Regions from separate parts of the Mus musculus genome. Here regions 1 and 2 are each linked to region 3. Evidence: chromatin contacts called from public HiChIP or PLAC-seq and promoter capture Hi-C data. All regions are on one chromosome and are shown on one strand. The core of a region is the stretch at or near the end of the contact, and the rest is flanking DNA. Distances in the headings are between cores, read along the strand shown.

Region 1 (3,458 bases), core at 297-2,796, 120 kb after region 3:
TTTAACTTTTATAACTTTTTTTTCTAATATCTGGGGCTGACTGAGTGACAAAGCAGCTGTCTTTAATCCTTTAAAAAGGATTTAGTGAGAACTGTTTAAAGCCCTTGCTCAAACAGTGTTGGACAGAGGGAAAATCCATTTCTTCCAGGCTGTATTGATTGTCTGGCAGTGATTCCCCTTGCCCTGCGGGGGGGGGGGGGGGGCTTTTTGTTGTTGTTGTTGGGTTTTTTTTTTTTTTTTTTTTGCTTAATTTTTTTTTTCAGAGAATGGTGGTTTTACAGATCATTGGTTAAAAAGGCAACATAAATTGTAAAAGAGGAAGGGTGGGACTTCTCTTTCCCTTCCCTCTTAGCCAAGGGGAATTTTCCCCTTCCCTGGGGCTACTTGGAGCAGGCGTGGAGTGGAGGAATGCTCGCCTAGGGGAGCAATCTCCCTCTCTCAGTGTTTTCTGCTTAGATGGCAGGGGGCCCTCATGAGAGGCCTTGCCCTCCCCACCTCCAGACCAACCCTGACTGTGAGCAGAGAGCAAGCACTCCCCTTCCCAGGGCGGGTGGGACAGGTGCAGGGGTATTGAGTTTCTCTGGGTGGCCTGGCAGAGACAAAAGAATTCTGGTTCCTAACAGGGCTAAGACGGGGGTGGGGGGGTGGGGGGGTGGGGGGGTGGGGGGGTGGGGGGGTTGTCTCACATCAGAGGAAGCCACTGGTCAATGCAGAGAAACAGAACTGACAGAAATAGAAAGACACACAGAGACACAAACACACAGAGAGACAATCACGAATGGCCACTACACATTCACACACCCGAACAGACAGAAGGATCCAGCGACTCTCACACGGATCCCAGACACTGGATCAGTAGCCTTATAAGGATCACTCCTATGTGCCAAACAGAAGACATCTTAACCAGACTTCCTCTGGAGTTGACAGACCGGGCGATTTAATATGTTTCTTTTGGGAGTGGAAGTGTCAGACCCCTCTGAAGTGTTAGGCAGGGAATGAGCAAAGGGAGCTCTGGGGACCTGGAACATCTGAGGTTACACACCCCTAGGAGTCGTCTGACCACCACACTCTTCCTCACTCCAAGGGGCTCTAAGACCTCCAGTGTCTCAAGGTCTGGTCTCTAGGATCTCCCCGGGACCTCCAGAACTATGGAGTTCTTACTCTCCAGAGAAGACTGCTCAGACATGGGTGTAAGCCAGCAATAAGAGTTATTAGCCAGCAAGCAGCTACACTGAGTGTTCAGGATCCCAGTGTAGCAATGAGCCTTTCTCAGGGGGAGCTTTTAAGCACAAAAAACCATGTTCTGAGTGACACACTTCAGTTAACAAGAACAGTTAGCCAGAAGCAGAACTACAGAAGCCTAAAAGCAAGGTTAGCACATATGAGATTTTCCCAACAATATAAGGACTTTGATAGATTAGGCCTTTTAGTTTTGGCTGGAGATGCTGTCCATGTGTTGAGTTTTACAGCCTGAATAGTACCTCTGTCATGGAGTCAGTTGTGCCTGGGAGTCTACTAAGGTCTGATGCCCTGTTACACACAAAGTGGGAGAAGATTTGGGGAGGAAGGTTGAAACACTGCCCCTCCTTTTTTTTTTCTTCTGAGATTGGCCTTTGCTAAGAGTAAATGAAGATAAGTTGTTAAGGCCTGGGAAACTGATGGCCTGTCTATCCAGTCATTTTGAAATATTATTAATACTACAAGGAAACTGTCTCCTATGCTTAACTCTTATTACTAGGAAACTTTCTCATACCTGAGTTGATTTCATATTCTGTTACATTCTGTGCTTTGGTATTCTTGGAAACCAATCACTGAAGAGGTCAGTTAGAACTGCTTTGTATAGTTAGCCACAGTAAGCTTGGATGGATCCCAACCAACTGCCTGGCAACATTTCCTGAATCTCTGGGTGAAAAGTTGCCCTAGGATGGACTCCAACATATGAGAGACACATGAACCAATATAAGAAGCCATTTGGAATAAGACTTCTGTTTTGAGTTGGTGAAATAGAAACTTCTAGTTTCTTTGAAAATTTAGTTATGTCAAATGATGTTTTGCTGGGGCACACAGGTGAAAGGATTTTTTGCTGCAGTAGACATGGGAAAGGGTGATTTGCTATAGCATACATGCAAAAGAACCCATGATAAAAAAGTAGAAGTATGACCCACAGAAAGCGGGATATGAGCACTGAGTATTAGTTTGTTTTCCTCCACCTACCTATTCTTTGATAACCACGCACATGTATTGGCTCACCTTACATGGCACTGTTGAGCCCAACTTGTGGTAATGCCCACATTAAGAGAAACTTGCACAAGAACCGCTCCTGAGCCAGGCGTGGTGACGCACGCCTTTAATCCCAGCACTCGGGAGGCAGAGGCAGGCGGATTTCTGAGTTCGAGGCCAGCCTGGTCTACAAAGTGAGTTCCAGGATAGCCAGAGCTATACAGAGAAACCCTGTCTCGAAAAAACAAAAAGAAAAAAGAAAAAAAAAAAAAAACGCTCCTGAGGTTTCTGCGGTTTCTTGCCACTTCTGGAGCCTCAGGCTAGTTGGTGAGCATTGTGGTTTCTTCAGGATTGAACTACGGCTGCTGGTTCGTGCCTGGTGTCTGCCTGCCAAGAAGCCTGGACTGAGACCCCCCTGTTTCTGTGGTTTCTGCCTGCCTAGAGAAAGGGTCTGCAGCTTCTGAGTCGTATTTGGTGTTTGCCATGGGACTGAACTGCTGAGAATGATCGAACTCACAGCCAAAAAACTATTGCTGAACATACCGCCCATAGCCTAATAAATATTCTCTTCCACTACCTATGCTGGGTGCTGGGCTAGAGGAGAGGTTGAACCCTTATTAAAAGTCGGTTGCAGCCAGGCAGTCAGTGGTGGCACATGCCTTTAATCCCAGCACGTGGGAGGCAGAGGCAGGTGGATTTCTGAGTTCGAGGCCAATCTGGTCTACAGAGTGAGTTTCAGGACAGCCAGGGCTATACAGAGAAACCCTGTCTCAAAAAAAACAAAACAACAACAACAACAACAAAAAAACCAACCAAACAACCAAACAAACAAACAAAAAGTAGGTTGTGGGCTGGCGAGATGGCTCAGTGGTTAAGAGCGCCGACTACTCTCCCGAAGGTCCCGAGTTCAAATCCCAGCAACCACATGGTGGCTCACAAACCATACGTAATGAAATCTGATGTCCTCTTCTGGAGTATCTGAGGACAGCTACAGTGTACTTACATATAATAAATAAATAAATCTGTAAAAGAAAAAAAAGTAGGTTGCAAAAAATTTATGCCTACAAGTAGGGGCCTAGTAAAGTTTAAGTTCCCAAGACCTACCTGGGAACTGACATCCTACTTGGCAGAAAGAGACAATATGACAATACATGCAGGTGACTGACATTCTGGTTGGCCAGTTAGGCAAGGCAAGTCCCCCTCCACACTTGAATATCCCAACTAATGGGAGCAGGATA
Region 2 (3,679 bases), core at 621-3,120, 93 kb after region 3:
CTGCTTCTACTTCAGAGGACAGGAGTTCAGCTGTCACATGGTGACAACCACCTGTAACTCCAACCCCGGGGGTACAGCTCCCTCTTCTGGCCTATGTTGGTACCTGCACACACTCACACAGACAAATACGGGTAAATTAAAATAAATCTTATAACAATAATTCAAGTTAAACACATGTTTTGCATCTGAACCTGCTTGTCTCTTGGAGGTTCTCAGCTACAGCACAAAGGAGGTCAAAGGCTAGTCCCGTCCATATTTTTATATTGGAGACCCTTGCGAACAATCCAGACAGAGCAAGGGCTCTTAGGGACTGTGAGAAACTCAAGAGCAAAGTTCACAGGGAGATGAGATGGAAAGTCACTTGTGCTTGGTTCTGGGTCACCCAGGAAAAGCAGTTTCTAGTTCTTTCTTGTGTATATTTGTGTGTGTTGGGGGAGGGATGATTTCTGTTCGATCATTATTCAGGACCATGCAATTGAGACAGGGTCTCACTGTGTAGCCCTGGCTGTCCTGGAACTAGCTGTGTAGACCAGACTGGCCTGGAAATCACAGATTTCCACCTGTCTCTGCCTCTGAGCACTAGGATTAAAGGCATGTACCACCACCACATGGCTAAAAATATTTTGGGGAGGGGTAGAGAGATGGCTTAGCAGTGTGTCTGAAGACAGTGTATGTATGTTTGTATAAATAACATAATAAAATCTTTAAAAAATAGTTTTTTCAATAACAGTTCCTCAACCTTCACCAAATTTTTTTTTACCAAGTGTGGTAATGCATACATTCTCTGTTGTTTTAGTTTTTTTGAACCAGATCTCACTATGTAACCCTGGCTCGCCTTAAACTCTCAGAGATCTGCTTGCCTTGACTCCTGAGTCCTAGGATTAAATCCTCTTGCACCTCCGTCCCCCCATTGTGTTCAAGTGACACTTGGCTTTAATCTCATTTTTCATTCAATAGGCAGAGGCAGGCAGATCACTGTGGATTCAAGACCAGTCTGGCTGAAGTCGTGAGTTTCAGGTCAACCAGGGCTACATAGTGAGACTCTGTCTCAAAAAAAAAAAAAAAAAAAAAAAAAAAAAAAAAAAAAAGCTAGAGCTGGGCGTGGTGGCGCACGCCTTTAATCCCAGCACTTGGGAGGCAGAGGCAGGTGGATTTCTGAGTTCAAGGCCAGCCTGAGCTATATAGAGAAACTGTGTCTCAAACCACCTCCCCCCCAAAAAAAAAGCTAGAACAAAGAAAAATTCTGAAAATAAAAAAATTGAGAATTTTCCCTGAAGAAGCTATATGTGTTGGTACACACTTGCTACACAAAAAACATAACTCAAAAAATCTTAAATGAACACAACCGTGTATTCTGGAGCTATTTCGAGTGACCACAGTTCAGTAACACACATTTAGGTTACCACAAATTCTGTGTTCTGATGTGGAAACAGTTTCATAGTTTTACAGAATAAAGAAAGTCCCAAATCAAGGCAAGTTTAAAACACATTTGTGGGTACATCAGAGAGGCAGGCACAGAGAGATTGGGGAAGCTTTCTATAGCCCAAGATGCTATATGGTGAGATCTTAGCTTCTGGGTTGGTGGAAGCTGAGGGTCTCTGTAAGAATCAGGGTCACTTATGGTGGATAGGACAGCTTCCTGATCTTCCAGAGGACCTGGGCACCGTTTCCAGCCCCGACACCAGGTAGCTCACATCGACCTAGAATGCCAGTTCCAGGGAGCTCACTTAGGCACACACAGAACCGTGTAAGTAAAATTCCTTTTTGACCTAGATCGGTCAAAGAATGGCGAGCGGTGAGTAAGGGGTTTGCATGGGGCCATGGCAGGAATCTAGGAAAATGAGTTATTTGAGTCCTGGAATGTTGTTTACTGTGGTTGGGAGTGTGTCACTGTTCAGGAATTTTTAAGAGTAGAGTAGCTGTGACTGACTGCTACGTTAGAGGGCAGGCATTATTTTCCTAGGGGGTTCAGAGGTTCCATTAGGGCTAAGCACTCAACACTGGCTTTGAAAAGAAGCTCCTTGGGCCAAGGCTGAGAGCAGCTCTGTGCTGTGGGTGGAATGATATTTAGAAGGCTGTTTGGCTGCATCTCCATTTAACAAAACAACACGGGTAGCTTCCCTCTAGGGCCTGCGACCACCTGAGCTACAGGCTTTCTCTAGGTTTACAGAACCAACTGTGAATCTCTCCCATGAAGGAGGCCTCACTCCAAGCAGAAAGCAGTTGATGGCCACTGTAGCAGTCCTGTCACTGTCAGGGGCACAACCTGCCTGGGGAGTCAGGCTTTAGCACCCAGCACTCACCGTGTGGTAATATCAGTGACTTTTCTCCCTCCATAGCCTGCATGCACAGTGCCTTCTCACACTATGAAAGCCAGCCAGCAGGGAAGAAACTTTTAGATCATCGAGTTACAGCCTCAGCACTTTTACATTTTAATTCATACTTTTTGTTTGTTTGACTGTTGTTCTGGGGATTAAATTCATTGCAACCACTGTAGCATCTGAACTACACCCCCATCTCTGTTTTCATGTTTTGAGGCAGTCTGGCTGACCTGGTACCTACTATGTAGATCAGCCTGACCTCTAACTTTTAACAATCCTCCTGCCTCAGCTTCTGAAATACTGGGATTACAAATATGCTGTAGCCCAGGCTGGCCTTAACCTCCTTATGTAGCCAAGAGTGACCCTGACTTCTGTTCCTCTTGCCTCCACCACTGTGATGATAGACCTACAGACATGTGACACGTGACACGTGACACAGCTGTTTTTATTTTTGAGATACAGTCTAGTTCATTTGCCCAGGCTGGCACTGAACTCACTCTGAAGCCCAGACAGACTTTGAATTTGTTATCCTCCCAGCTCAGCCTTCCAACTAGATAGGATTACAAGTCTCAACATGCAGAGTCAGCTTTTTTTCTTTTTTCTTTTTTTTTTTTAAAGATTTTATTTATTATACATAAGTATACTGTAGCTGTCTTCAGATCTCACTATGGGTGGTTGTGAACCACCATGTGGTTGCTGGGATTTGAACTCAGGACCTCTGGAAGAGCAGTCAGTGCTCTTAACCGCTGAGCCATCTCACCAGCCCCGCCAGCTTTTTTTCTTAATAAAGTATTGAAATGAGATCTGTATGTGTATCATCATGTTGTTAGTAGATTCACAGTACTGTGTGGTGAAGTATGCCGAGGATGTATGAAGTGTACTTTAGCTGGGCCTGATGGAGAAGGCTGTAACCCAGCTATTCAAACAACTGAGCAAGGCTGGTGGCTCACAACTGACTATAATTACAACCCCAGGGAAACCATCGCCCTCTTCTGACCTCCACAGGTACTGCACACACAGTACACAGACATACGTGCGGGCAAAATACCCATATACATAAAAGACAAATAAAATTAAAACCTTTAAATTTTTCAAAAGAAAGAAATTGAGAGAGGAGACCAGCCTGGTAGAATTTTCAAGACCCTATCTCAATGTAAACAATGATTTAAAAGAACTTAGGATACACTTCAGTGGTAGAGCCCGTGCCTAGTATGTGAGTTCAATCCAATCCTTAGTACTACAAAGTGAAGAGCAACTGTAGTTGGCAATGTTTAGCCTCTAGAATGCCCTCACCTAGATAAGAACTGGAAGGTAATTTAAACCCCTTCCCTTTAAAACTCAACAGTTGCTCTCTCCAA
Region 3 (3,614 bases), core at 566-3,065:
TGACTCTAGTGACTGGCAATGATGAACCTGCCTCTCCCTACCCAGCTTCACACTGCCCTTTTCATTTCCCAGCCCCTGGCTAACAGACCAGAAAAAGGGGGTTGTTTCCACAACCCTGATTTCCTGTCTCTTCTCTGTTGCAGGCTGCCTCAGGCCGGCCCCCCACGGCCTCGCTCTGCCCCCGCCTTTTCTCCTATTTCCTGTACTCTATCTGACTCCCCATCCCGGATTTGTTACAGCAGGGGGCTCTTGAACCAATGTGAGGTTTGTTTTGTCCCTAAATCACCACCACTCACTATTTCTCCCAGGGTCTGATAATGCCTTTACCTCCATGTCCAGGATGTAGCCCTAAGGTGAGGGAACACAGTGAAATGATACGTTAGTCCCGTCTTCCAGCTGCTGGTACCATGTGACAACCATAGCTCCTTGGAATGTCGGCCACACTGTCCAAGGCCTTGCAGAACATCACCTTAAGACAGAACAAAACAGGGACCTGCTCCCTCCCACTCCCCCACAGCACAAGATTTTGGGACCACAAAAAAATATATATCTATATATATATATCTATATTTTTGTATTGGGGGGAGGGAGTAGAAAAGAAAGCAGCCCCTATACTGGGCCCTATTCAGTGGCAGCTTCTTGCTCCATAGGGTTAAGGAAGACTTTGAGGAAATAAAAGTTGTTTGGAAAAATCCAGGTGTAGTTGCTTTGTATGCTGTGATGGGTAGGAGAGATGAAGTGAAGTGTGAAGGCCCTCACACCCTCCATCTTGCCTCAGACTATGTCCTGGAACCCTAGAAAAAAGGGGAAAGACCCGAAGTAAGGAAAATGCTGCAGCTTCCTTGCAGGGCTGGGGAGGTCCTTAAGGAGCCAGCCCCCATCTAACCCATTCCCTTTATATTATTTAAGCACACTTGGTTTCCAGACTATGCTCCCTCCCTTTTTTCTCCATGCTTTCTATTTGTAGTCAACCCATAAAACGTCTTTGGCTTCAGAACATGGAAATAAGTCTCCATCTTTCACTACCACGCCCCTCCCCCAAATTACTTAACGCCTCAGGTTCCGTGGGAAAGTGGGACTGTTAAGGGCTTGATCCCCCTATATTGGCAGTTACTGCCTTTATTTGTACTGGTCAGCGCCTCCGTGTAACCATACCCTATAACTTTGGCCTCTATCTCCTGGAAACCTCAAAATGGGGAATGAGGATGGCTCCGAAAACCCATCTTCATTCAAAGAGTAAGCCGTTTAGGGGGACTGAAGCAGAATACATCAAGGCACTGTACACAATGCGAACGAAGGAGCTCGGTTCTGGGCTATCAGGCTTGGCTCGACACTTTCTGACTTGAAGTTCCCTAAGAGTGTAGGCCCTGGATCGGCCTCACCACTCAGCTGTCCAGAGTCTGAGCGCTACTGCCCCGACCGTTACCTGGGGCGGAGAAAGCGCCACTTTCATTCCTGCTTCTTGGGGTTGTTTACTGCCACGTAGTGATAGAGGACCACAAGCAAGAAAAGCGACACGCCCAGCATGTTGGCGAAGATGGCGAGCTGCACGTCCGTGATCATCCTGTGGACAAGGGGAAGGACTGAGCCTCGATTCACGCACTCCTTGCTCTCTCACTAAGCCAGATCCTCGCCACCACGATCCAGCCTCCGCCGGGCTCGCCTATGAAACGGCGCCTGCGAGCCCCTCACCTGACCAGCTTCAGCCGACTCCGACACTACAGACGCACAAACTCGAGGTAGGCGACCTGAGCCGGAACTTCGTAGTGCTAGCTGGGGAACAACGCGGCACTTCCGGCTTCTCTACCCTGCCGTCTCGTCTGCTCCGGCGGCGCGCGCAAAAGAGCCGGTCTTAGGCGGAGCCTAGAATGGCCGTCCTGCGGCGAGGGCGGAACGGGGCGTGGTCCGCTCGGCAGGGGCGGGAATCCCGCCCGGGTCGCAGCTGGCTGCAGCTGGCGCGGCGGAATCCGCGGTTAGCTTCAGACGCTGTGGTGACAGCCTCCCTGGAGCCCAGGAGTGGGTTTAGGCGAGGGTGCAGCAGGCGGGAGGCTGGGCCTGACCTCTAGGCTCCGACCCACTTTCCTGCCCACCCTTCGCTTCCCTGCTCGACCCAGCCAGGTGCTTCCTTAGGGTCCTGCCCTCCCGGTCCCCTCCCAGGCTCGCTGGCGTGGGGATGGAATGGAAGGTGATGCAGAATAGGGACAGGATTGAGGAGGCTAGTGCCCTCACGGGTGGTAGTCTTTCTGAAACCACAATCCTACCAAAGAGGCGGACCATGACAACTTATTTGATCAGTGCCAGTTTCAGGCCAGTGTGGGGTGGGCGTCAGAATTAGGGTGGACTCTCTGATAATCAAAAACCAAACGTGGGGCCTCGGCCAAGTGGGAAATCACCCCACGGGTGTGAATGAGGGGGTAGGAAAGGAAGGGCTGGGACAAGCCAAGAGGGGTCGTAGGTTTGTGGTGAGGAAGAGAGTTGGCTGCAATAGACATTCAGACATCCGAGGGTCATTGGTGAGGGGAGCAGCACCCTGAATCTCTTCAGCCCTCTATCCAGCGAGAAGTAGGTTTCCCCCTTTTTGCTTTCTCCTTAGCTTCGCCATAAAAGGGAACGATGTAGAGCCAGACAGGGCCAGGGGCTGGACTGTTGCTCTGGAGCTGTCAGGGGTAATGGAAGCCAGTTGCCCTGCGGTAAAGGGGGGGCCTGGGCTCAGGGGAGGCCTCTGCTTCTCTGAGCCAAAGAAAACTCTACAGGAGCTGCTATAGGGCTGGAGCAGCTGGGACAGGGGACCAGATTGCCTCCTGTGTGCACAGTGAGCTGGCTTGCACTATTCCAATGTTGGTTTCTCTGGTCTCAGACTATCAGTGGTTTGTGTCCAGTTTGCTCATAAGCTCAATACTTGCCTTCAGTAGTTAGTTTACAGCTGCCTACCTCCTCCCACCATGTCCAGCCACCACCTACTGTTTCCCAGAAGTTTCATATTTAGAAATCCCGGGCCTACGTGCCCTCCACACAACATGGTTAAAGCCTCAGACGTGCTCTCCCCAGGCATTCCTCTATGAGTTTGTGTGTCCTCAGCTCTGTCCTGAGAGAGTGATGTCTAGATTTTAGGATTACACATTATTATGCTTCGTGTCTCCTGGAAAATTGGAGCAGATCCAAGTCCAACCACTTAGGTATGCAATTGAATCAGAATTAGTCTATGGTTTTAAAAGAAGCAGTACCTCTAGGCTGCCCGTGGCCCGAGAAGCCAGCTTCAGCCTTCAAAGAGCCAGAGCAGGGTGCATAGCATCCTAGACAGCACAACTGAGAGGCGCTTCCACGACTTGTTACTGTTATTTTATTTCCTTATTGGTAAAGAAGGAAATAGGTCCAGAAGGTAATCTAACTGAGGCCCTGCAGCTGGCTAAAGACAGTTCTTCTGACGTCCCCCCTCCCCCACAAACACAGTAGTTCGACTCAGGAGGTTGTCCAAAGGTCGGGGACAAACGGGAAAAGATTTATTTTAGAACTACCCAGAAATGACCTTTGCCTCCCTTTCCCTTCCTGTGCCTAGGTCAATGAGTCTTTATCAGCTTTCCGTGGGTCATCTGGCCTAGCGCCTGAAAGCACTG

The links. Promoter capture Hi-C pulls out the DNA fragments that hold promoters and counts their contacts. HiChIP or PLAC-seq counts read pairs in DNA pulled down with a chosen protein or histone mark.
Region 1: a contact with region 3 is called in a promoter capture Hi-C map of 3T3-L1-derived adipocytes, with 3 times the contacts expected there. The contact joins the enhancer-like site here to the promoter of Ost4 in region 3. A contact is called at or near these places in 2 of 39 promoter capture datasets (3T3-L1-derived adipocytes and cranial neural crest), 1 of 15 datasets of contacts at CTCF or cohesin (CD8 T cells), 4 of 115 datasets of contacts at active chromatin or transcription factors (the SCID.adh cell line, bone marrow-derived macrophages and embryonic stem cells) and 3 of 9 other capture datasets (adipose tissue, liver and pancreatic islet).
Region 2: an HNF4G HiChIP or PLAC-seq map of pancreatic cancer cells shows a contact between it and region 3. The contact joins the enhancer-like site here to the promoter of Ost4 in region 3. A contact is called at or near these places in 5 of 39 promoter capture datasets (cranial neural crest, embryonic stem cells, frontonasal cranial neural crest and 2 more), 2 of 15 datasets of contacts at CTCF or cohesin (CD8 T cells and the NIH/3T3 cell line), 2 of 484 Hi-C or Micro-C datasets (CD8 T cells and bone marrow-derived macrophages), 17 of 115 datasets of contacts at active chromatin or transcription factors (the 230-238 cell line, the HPC-7 cell line, the SCID.adh cell line and 10 more) and 3 of 9 other capture datasets (adipose tissue, liver and pancreatic islet).

What each region holds. Positions count from the first base shown.
Region 1 is chr5:31,022,960-31,026,417 of GRCm38.p6, forward strand. No RefSeq gene overlaps it. Among named protein-coding and RNA genes, the nearest start is that of Slc5a6, 23 kb to the right of the region's middle. Within about 2 kb of position 1,547, at least 16 of the 459 cell types and tissues checked have an H3K27ac peak or open chromatin away from gene starts, as enhancers often do. A contact at or near this core is called in 3T3-L1-derived adipocytes and adipose tissue, where this site is marked.
Region 2 is chr5:30,998,456-31,002,134 of GRCm38.p6, forward strand. No RefSeq gene overlaps it. Among named protein-coding and RNA genes, the nearest start is that of Tcf23, 32 kb to the left of the region's middle. Within about 2 kb of position 1,871, at least 59 of the 459 cell types and tissues checked have an H3K27ac peak or open chromatin away from gene starts, as enhancers often do. A contact at or near this core is called in the NIH/3T3 cell line and pancreatic cancer cells, where this site is marked.
Region 3 is chr5:30,905,973-30,909,586 of GRCm38.p6, forward strand. It overlaps Ost4 (oligosaccharyltransferase complex subunit 4 (non-catalytic)), which reads right to left and starts at 1,816. Exons shown (of 3, transcript NM_024460.4): 1 at 1,693-1,816; 2 at 1,427-1,564; 3 at 544-794. The coding sequence starts at 1,563. The coding sequence ends at 1,450. It overlaps Agbl5 (ATP/GTP binding protein-like 5), which reads left to right. Exons shown (of 16, transcript NM_001374737.1): 16 at 144-692.